Linked DNA regions of Mus musculus: regions 2 and 3 are each linked to region 1. Evidence: chromatin contacts called from public ChIA-PET and HiChIP or PLAC-seq data. All regions are on one chromosome and are shown on one strand. The core of a region is the stretch at or near the end of the contact, and the rest is flanking DNA. Distances in the headings are between cores, read along the strand shown.

The links. HiChIP or PLAC-seq counts read pairs in DNA pulled down with a chosen protein or histone mark. ChIA-PET counts read pairs in DNA pulled down with a chosen protein or histone mark.
Region 2: a contact with region 1 is called in a CTCF HiChIP or PLAC-seq map of CD8 T cells, with 7 read pairs. The contact joins two enhancer-like sites. A contact is called at or near these places in 2 of 39 promoter capture datasets (the 3T3-L1 cell line and embryonic stem cells), 1 of 15 datasets of contacts at CTCF or cohesin (CD8 T cells), 1 of 484 Hi-C or Micro-C datasets (nephron progenitors) and 1 of 115 datasets of contacts at active chromatin or transcription factors (CD8 T cells).
Region 3: an RNA polymerase II ChIA-PET map of memory CD8 T cells shows a contact between it and region 1, with 404 read pairs. The contact joins two enhancer-like sites. A contact is called at or near these places in 2 of 484 Hi-C or Micro-C datasets (Th1 cells and macrophages), 4 of 115 datasets of contacts at active chromatin or transcription factors (CD8 T cells, effector CD8 T cells, memory CD8 T cells and 1 more) and 2 of 9 other capture datasets (adipose tissue and liver).

What each region holds. Positions count from the first base shown.
Region 1 is chr7:74,528,063-74,530,916 of GRCm38.p6, reverse strand. The region is part of intron 1 of Slco3a1 (solute carrier organic anion transporter family, member 3a1); the gene reads left to right. Among named protein-coding and RNA genes, the nearest start is that of Slco3a1, 25 kb to the left of the region's middle. Within about 2 kb of position 1,341, at least 47 of the 459 cell types and tissues checked have an H3K27ac peak or open chromatin away from gene starts, as enhancers often do. A contact at or near this core is called in CD8 T cells, Th1 cells, memory CD8 T cells and 1 more, where this site is marked.
Region 2 is chr7:74,662,712-74,665,411 of GRCm38.p6, reverse strand. No RefSeq gene overlaps it. Among named protein-coding and RNA genes, the nearest start is that of Gm39037, 38 kb to the right of the region's middle. Within about 2 kb of position 1,386, at least 10 of the 459 cell types and tissues checked have an H3K27ac peak or open chromatin away from gene starts, as enhancers often do. A contact at or near this core is called in CD8 T cells, where this site is marked.
Region 3 is chr7:74,696,890-74,699,853 of GRCm38.p6, reverse strand. No RefSeq gene overlaps it. Among named protein-coding and RNA genes, the nearest start is that of Gm30459, 68 kb to the left of the region's middle. Within about 2 kb of position 1,688, at least 26 of the 459 cell types and tissues checked have an H3K27ac peak or open chromatin away from gene starts, as enhancers often do. A contact at or near this core is called in CD8 T cells, Th1 cells, memory CD8 T cells and 1 more, where this site is marked.

The DNA of each region.
Region 1 (2,854 bases), core at 92-2,591:
TATGAGTGTGTTTAAGAGAGCAGTGAACTCCTCCAGTTGTAGCTAGCATGATACATGTGCAATATTATATGTTGCAAATTGAGAAATAAAATGCGAAAGGGAAAGTCAGAGGATTTATATAATTCCAACTGCTGAGCACATTGATTTCTTTAGGATTTCCGGGATGTGGTCTGATTACTATAAATGCTTAGATGTCCTACCATAGGTGTTTTTCATTTAGGCAAAGGATCCATAGCAGTGGAGTCTCACAGGTAGGGAACCTAGAGAGATACAGTACAAAGACATCCATCCCCATTTTACCTGAGCTCACTCTCTCTCTGTGTGTGTGTGTGTGTGTGTGTGTGTGTGTGTGTGTGCGCGCGCGCGCATGCACGCATGTGCATTTAATTATGAGCATTTTCATATGTTGATGTATGTGACCACTGCCACAGTCCCTTTATAATCACACTCTTCCCCTGCTCCCTCACCCAGGGAACTGCTCCCCTTTTCTCCACCTCTCCCACGCCATCATTTTTAAGAATGGAATGGAAATGGAATCATTCATCGTGCAACCCTTTGAGATTGGTTTTCTTCACTCAGCACAAATCTCTTGAGATCCATCCAAGTTGTTGCATGTATTAATAATTCATCCCTCTTTATTGCTGAGTGATAGTTCTTGGTGCAGAAGTACTTTGGTTTGATACATCAGTCCCACCTAGAAAGACCCTGGGCCATGCTCATCATTTTAACCATTTTAACTAGCAGGAAGTGTTTGTGGGTATGGATGGGGCCCTCAGTACAGAGTAGGGAAGTACTGTGAGAAGTTCCAGTCTTCAGAGTTCTCGGCTGGGTTCTGCCCTGCAGCAGCAGGGCCAGTGTGATCTTAGAGAAAAGCCTGCTGGCGAGCAGGCTAACTGCATCCTGCACCAGGATGGAGCACCTGTGTTGTGGACAGAGTCTCCTTACAGAGGTGTCTAGAGAGCTCTAGACCTGTATGCATCTACACTGATCTTGTAAGTACTCACAAGGTGAGGAGTGGACAGTTACCTTTCTTGGAGAGCTAGCCTGTGACAAACGAGGACATGATACCAGCTACTTGGCCTGCTTGACCTAAAACCTTTGGAGGACGATCATTGAGATGTTGAAATTCACTGTGAAGCTGAAAACCAAAGACAGACTCTTCTTTAACCTCATTGGCTGGTTTTCATTTTGAAATATGTGTGCCACTTGGCAGAAAACGAAAGAGAAAAATCCCCAAGGTTGGGAAGCAATTAAAGCATTTAAATATCCAAGCCTTTCTCAGCCCCTCAGCCACAGGTCTATGCTTCCGGTTGGAGGCTAATCTGGAAGTGGGTTAAGCTGCCGGACCCAGAGACTTGCTACACAAAGCTGTCTTTTGCAGCCAGCAGACTGCATGCTCTTCCCTCCACCTCCACCCACAGAAAGGAAAGGCTTTGCACTGACATGGGTTATTTAAAAGCCACTCCAAAAAATCCCCGTGAGGGAGTGGAAGTTTTTAACACCAGAGACTCTCAGTCTATCAATGAGTTCACAGGCTTTCTAGGACTCTCTACTGAAGCTGACAGGATGTGACTGTCCCATGGCAAACAAAGAGCAAGCAGAGATGGTTGAGAAGGGAAATGGAAGCAACTTTGGGAACTTTTGAAACTCCCCCCTCCCCAGAAGCAACTTAAGTCATTATCTTGCAAAAATCCCTTGTTATCTTTGAACATTAGCCTGGAATGTCATACATAAGTGCAACCAGCTTTCCTGTCCTTCCCTGGCTAAGTTTAGTTTCACTCCCTTTGAACTTTAGTATATTTAAAAATAAATCCTTTCAAATATCTCAGATGTAAATGGTCCTTTCTAGAGAGTTTGGTTCTGATACAATAGATGGGACCAACCTTGTGTATAGGTAGCCTGCTACCCAAGGATGTTGTGTAACTGTCTTGAAGACTGTATGCTCAGACAGGGACAGGGGCCTGTGAACAGGGATCACCTCAGAAGACTAGAGTCCCCCTTACATGGGGAAATCCACCCACATGGGGGAGGGTCTGTGGGGATTGGTGGCCAGGGAGAGGACAGGAAGTTTATGTCCCTTCCTAAAACATGTTCTTGATAAGCAGGGACATCGAATGAGAGGGACTTGGGAACAAGCCATTCATACACTTTAAAGGATGTATTGTTGAAGCCCTGTGTTTGCTTCTCTCTGTGTTCAAAGATCTCCATTCAGGGGTAGCCAGCTGATGGCCTTTGGTAAATATTTGTTAGACCAGTGAATAGATGGTCAAGTGGAGAGCTCTGCGGTTTACTAACATGGTAATAGATTCAGGCCTTCTCTCTCCCACTCCCAGCTCTACCCTAGAGAAGCTTTCATTCACTGATCTTGATGGAAATGTGCCAGGAGAATTTTCTCTAAGCTGGTTGAATTGTGATCTGGAGGGCTCTGGGGTTCAGTCTGCAGACGATCCCAAGGAGCTGTGGCATCACCTTGCTGTATAAGAAGTTGGCAGGACTGCTCAGTTAGTGCCTGGGAAGAGGGCAGTCATGGCTGGGACAGCAGCCAGAGAGCAGGCAGGCACTATCCTGTGTAAGCAGAGAGGTAAGCTACAAGGTCTTCTGAAGGAGCCACTGGCTTCTGCCTTGTCCAGACTCCAGTTCTGTGTCAGATGATCTCAACCTCCCGAGATACCCACCCGACTTCTATACCTGGCAGTAAACAGCCCCGGGGTCCACTTACGCCAGGGATAGAAATGCTACTGTTTTGAAACCCATTTGTCCTTAGCTCGAAGAGAGAAATTTGGCACAGAGACACTATAATCTGCTTTATAATTTCTGTAGCAGCTGAGGTACCATGAGATGCCATGGACCCTAG
Region 2 (2,700 bases), core at 137-2,636, 130 kb before region 1:
TAAAACAAATATGATAGTTTAAAATTAAATTTTCTTCAGAAAGCACAGACAAAAGATCACTGTACAAGATCCCTTCTGAATCAGAACAATTGACAGCACCTTTCTGGCTACTTTCCATTTGGGAACATTCAGTCACAGACTAAAGAAGTTTTGCCTCTCTGCCTAATGATGGAGAAAACAATATCATGGTGGTGAACAATGGGTCCTGATTATAAAGATTACTACAAAGACACTGTATGTGTAACACACTCCCACTACTAAATAGACTCAATGACCTCCCACCTCATAGTAGGTTGAGTTGTTGAATGTTCCCTGTGCATCCATAAAACGAGAAATCATATCTTTTTCTGACGTTTCCAGTCTCACTTCCTGAAAAATTATGCACTGGTCATGATGAATAGCCACTGGCAAATACCATTTGGGACCATCCGAAGCTTCATTACACATTTGCCTAAAAAACAGCCTCTTTTGGTTAATATTTTTAATGCAGTTCTCAAATCCAGCTCCACTGGGATAGAGAATCAATACAGGCAACAAATGAACTCAGGAAACAAAGAAGATGAAGTATTATCACCAAGAATCAAGATCCAGGAAATGGTTTGCTTTGAGCTATTATCAGTTGCCATAAGATGCCAATCTCTACCATACAATTTACATTGAATGGTATTTATTAATAAACATATAAAAGCCTATTTAGTAAGCATTGGCAGCAGTAACCATCACCACCTTTTATCACAATGGTGTTGTTTTACTGACAATCATAATGTTCTCTACCTTTATCTCCACTACTACACATAAAGTGACTGAAATTCAGAAGGACTAAGTCATACCATCATTTGAGCCTCAAATACAGATTTCCTTCACTTTAGCCATCAAGCACTTCCAAAACTTAACATCGTTACTTCATAAGGAGTGGCACTTTTCTTGTATGAGCAACTCCACACAGATCTGACACCCATGGCAAAGCAAATGAGAGCCCAGAGAAGAGGCCATTATTTCAGCAAACCGTTAAAAACACAAGACAAAACCAAAGAAGACAAGTTAAACATTCAGTTGTTACTTAACTCTAATTGCCTCTGTTTTTCCATCTTAAAGTATGGTTCAAACCCATGTAAACATTGAACAGAAGTGATTTTTTTTCACCATGAGCCACCTGCTCAAGAGAATATCTTTCAGCTTTTTTTCTACCCTTGAATCAACATACATTGCTTTCCTTTAAAAAAAAAAAGAGTAACAAAAATGTATCTGTATGATATGCAAAAACAGACTCTCAAAAAAAAAAAAAAAAAAAAAAAGCCCAAACAGCAGTTTTGTTGTTTTCAACAGGAAACATTGAACCCAGTGAAGAAGGTGTCTGAGAAGCTGGGTAAGATGAGAGGCTCCAGTTCTGCAGACTGCATCACAGTGGTGGAGCACAGGGCAACCACAGAGGACTCAGAGGCACACTGGGTAACTCTGCCGTATACACAAATTAAGCATCACCCAAGTAACTGAAAATAAAAGATGCCACACTTGATCTATAGTACAAATATCCTTCAATACACATAACTTTTCATGCACAGAATTATCAACAGTATTGTATAAAATTATGATCAGGTTGTATATGTAAGGTCTATGTGAAACAAATTTCTTTTGGCCCTGACATGTCCCATATAAGGAGATATAAGCCAAGCATTCTAGATGTAAATCAAAGTTTAAAAAAACCTTTAAACTACATTTAAAATACATGTACATCCAAAATCTGAGGAACCAGCAATACCACTCCTTGGCATATACCCAAAAGGTGTTCCACATGCTCCATCATGTTCATAGCAGCTATATTTATAATATCCAGAAGCTAGAACAACCCAGATGTTCCTCAACAGAGGAATGGATACAGAAAATGTGGTATATTTACACAATGGTATATTTACACAACTCAGCTATTAAAAACAATGACTTCATGAAATTCTTAGGCAAATGGATGGAACTAGAAAATATCCTGAGTGAGGTAACCCAGTCACAAAAGAACACACATGGTATGCATTCACTGATAAGTGGATATTAACCCAAAACCCAGAATACCCAAGATACAATTCACAGACCACATGAAGCTCAAAAATAAGGAAGACCAAAGTGTGGCTGCTTCGGTCCTTCTTAGAAGGGGAAACAAAATACTCACAGGAGGAAATATGGTGATAAAGTGTGGAGCATAGACTGAAGGAAAGGCCATCCAGTGACTGTCCCACCTGGGGATCCACCCTATATACTGTCACCAAGCCCAGACACTATTGTGGATGCCAAGCAGTGCATGCTCACAGGAGACTGATATAGCTGTCTCCTGAGAGGCTCTGCCAGAGCCTGACAAATACAGAGGTGGATGCTCACAGCCAACCATTGGAATGAACATGGAGTCCCCAATGGAGGAATTAGAGAAAGGACTGAAGGAGCTGAAAGGGTTTGCAACCCCATAGGAAGAACATCAATATCAACCAACCAGATGCCCCAGAGCTCCCAGGGATGAAACCACCAACCAAAGAGTACACATGGAGGGACCCATCATAGCTCCAGCCACGTATGTAGTAGAAGATGGCATTGTCAGGCAACAATGAGAGAAGAGGCCATTGGTACAGTGAAGACTCGATGCCCCAATGTAGAGGAATGTCAGGGGATGGGGAGTGAAGCAGTATTGGGTGAGTAAACACCCTCATAGAAACAGGG
Region 3 (2,964 bases), core at 439-2,938, 170 kb before region 1:
TTGAAATCAGCATAGGACCAGGCAATGGAGCAGCAAAAGGACATGCAGTGAAGATAGTTGGCAGTGAATAAGTCACTTTTTTGTTCTTTAAAGATATATTTATTTATTTTATAAATATGTATGTGCCTGGTACAACCACTCTGGAAATCAATTTGGCAGTGCCTCAGAAAATTGGACATAGTACTACCAGAAGATCCAGCAATATCACTCCTGGGCATATACCCAGAAGATGATCCAACTGTTAAGAAGGACACATGCTCCACTATGTTCATAGCAGTCTTATTTATAATAGCCAGAAGCTGGAAAGAACCCAGATGTCCCTCAACAGAGGAATGGATACAGAAAATATGGTACATTTACACAATGGAGTACTATGCAGCTATTAAAACCAATTAATTTATGAAATTCTTAGACAAATGGGATGGATCTAGAGGATATCATCCTAAGTGAGGTAACCCAATCACAAAAGAACACACATGATATGCACTCACTGATAAGTGGATACCCAAGATACAATTTGCAAAACACATGAAACTCAAGAAGAAGGAAGTCCAAACTGTGGATACTTCGATCCTTCTTAGAAGGGGGAACAAAATACCCATGTAAGGAGTTACAGAGATAAAGTTTGGAGCAGAGACTGAAGGCATGACCATCCAGAGACTGCCCCACCTGGGGATCCATCCTATAAACAATCACCAAACTCAGACACTATTGCAGATGCCAACAAGAGCTTGCTGAAAGGAGCCTGATGTAGCTGTCTCCTGAGAGGCTCTGCCAGTGCCTGGCAAATACACAGTTATCCACTGGACAGAGCACAGGGTCCCCAGTGAAGGTGCTAGAGAAAGAACCCAAGGAGCTGAAGGGGTTTGCAGCCCCAAAGGAGAAACAACAATATGAACTAACCAGTACCCCCAGAACTCCCTGAGACTAAACCACCAATCAAAGAAATCACATGGTGGGACTCAGGGCTCCAGCTGCATAAGTAGCAGAAGATGGCCTAGTCATTCACCAATGGGAGGGGAGGCCCTTGGTCCTGTGAAAGTTCTATGCCCTAATATAGGGGAATGCCAGGGCCAGGAAGCAAAAGTGGGTGGGTTGGTGAGCAGGGGGACGGGGGAGGGGATAGGAAATATTCGGAGGGGAAACTAGGAAAGGGGATAACATTTGAAATGTAATAAAAGAAAATAATAAAAAAGAACAAAAAGTTAAAAAATATATTTATTTATTTTATTAATATGTGTGTGCCTGAGTATGTATATTTATATGTGTGTGTGTGTGTGTGTGTGCATGAGTGTGTGTGTGTGTGTGTGTGTGTGTGTGTGTGTGTGTATGTATGCATACTTGCCCTATATATGTAAGTGCCCTGAGTCTAGAAGAGAGCATTAGATCCTCTGAAACTCTAGTTATCACGCAGTTACATGATGTGGGTCCTGGAACTGAACCTGGGTCCACTATAAGAGCAGTAGATGCTCTTAACTGCTGAGCTGTCTCTGCAGCCCTCACCATTTCTTTCTTCATCCACCTTGATCCCCAAAGCACCTAAGCTTAGGATTGAGGAGTGGCTTCCTAGCATAATTTTCCATCACACTGTTCATTTTCAACCCTCCATTTGGCTCTAACACTGCCATTTGATTCTCTATATTAATCTCTCTGCCTGATCTGTAGCTTGGTTTCTTTTTCTTCCTGTTTGAGCTTGAAGAGAGTCATGGTCTCCTTCTGTCATAGACCCACAAATGACCTTGAAATGTTCAGCTCTCACCTAAACATCCATTGTTTCTGTCTGCTCCCCACACCACATTAGACATCAGCAAGTTATTTCTCCCATTATCAGTGAATGAGATCTCCTTCCCCTCCCTGTCCCTTGTCCCTTTCCCTCTCCCCCTCCCCCTCCCCCTTCCTCTCTTTCTTTCTCTTTCATTTTTTCACACAGCTCAGCCTCTGCACCTCGATAATCTTCCTCATCTTGAGGTTTCCCTTTTGCTTAAATTCATTATTCTGACAGTGTCTGTGCTCTTTTTCTAATCACTGTTGGCCGCACAGCTCCGATTTAAGAAGAGGGTCCACACTGATTGTTTCTGTCTGAGTTAGGGCCATGACTGCTGCCATCACGTTTTATAGGAACAGAAAATTTGGTCTCTAAGAAAGTGTACGCATACAATGCATCTTGCAAAGGGCAAACGTGCTAAGACAAGGCACCATTTAAGAACACAATTGGTGCTTTGGTAGGTGTTGTATGCAGCCCATTCTCTGGAGTTAATTAGCTCTTTATCTTCCTGGACTGACTATATTTCAGGTTCACCCAGTCTATATTTTTCTCAACCTTTGTTCCAGTTGTTCATTGCTTTGCTCTGTGTTATTTCATTGCTCCTGGCCAGTAATGTCAAGTCACAGAGTAAACTAGAAGAAAAAAACGATGGTGATTAGGATGGTTGCTATGGTAGCTTCCACTATTTTTGGAGCCTTCGAAGTATACAGTAGACCCTTTTCTAGTTTCTTTATATGTATTAATATGGAAGCTTCCCAGAAAAACCCAATGATAGGAGCATAGCTGGTATTCCAATATTACACTATAACAGAAGTACTGTGTTTAAATAGCTTATCCAAGTTGTACTGCTAAAGGGAAGTTGGATGTGAAAGAGGGGCACAAAGTTCCAAAAGAATTCACAGGTTTACGTGCATGAGATTGCTCTTGTCATATCAGAGGTCACAGCTCATACTGCAGCCTGTATCGGTGAGAGCAGATCCTAGCAAGAGTGACTGTGTCGAGTCTGGAGAGCAGCTGAAGAGATGGGAGAAAGTATAAAAGTCAAAAGGAACCAACTTTGTAGAGGAGAGAAAATATAACTGACGGTCAGCCAGGTGGGAACAACTGTTCTATACCTTGTCCCAAGAGGTAAAAGACTGGTCAGGATTGTCATAATTGTCATAATTTCCAATTGTGGTTTTATGACCTGTTATTTCTTC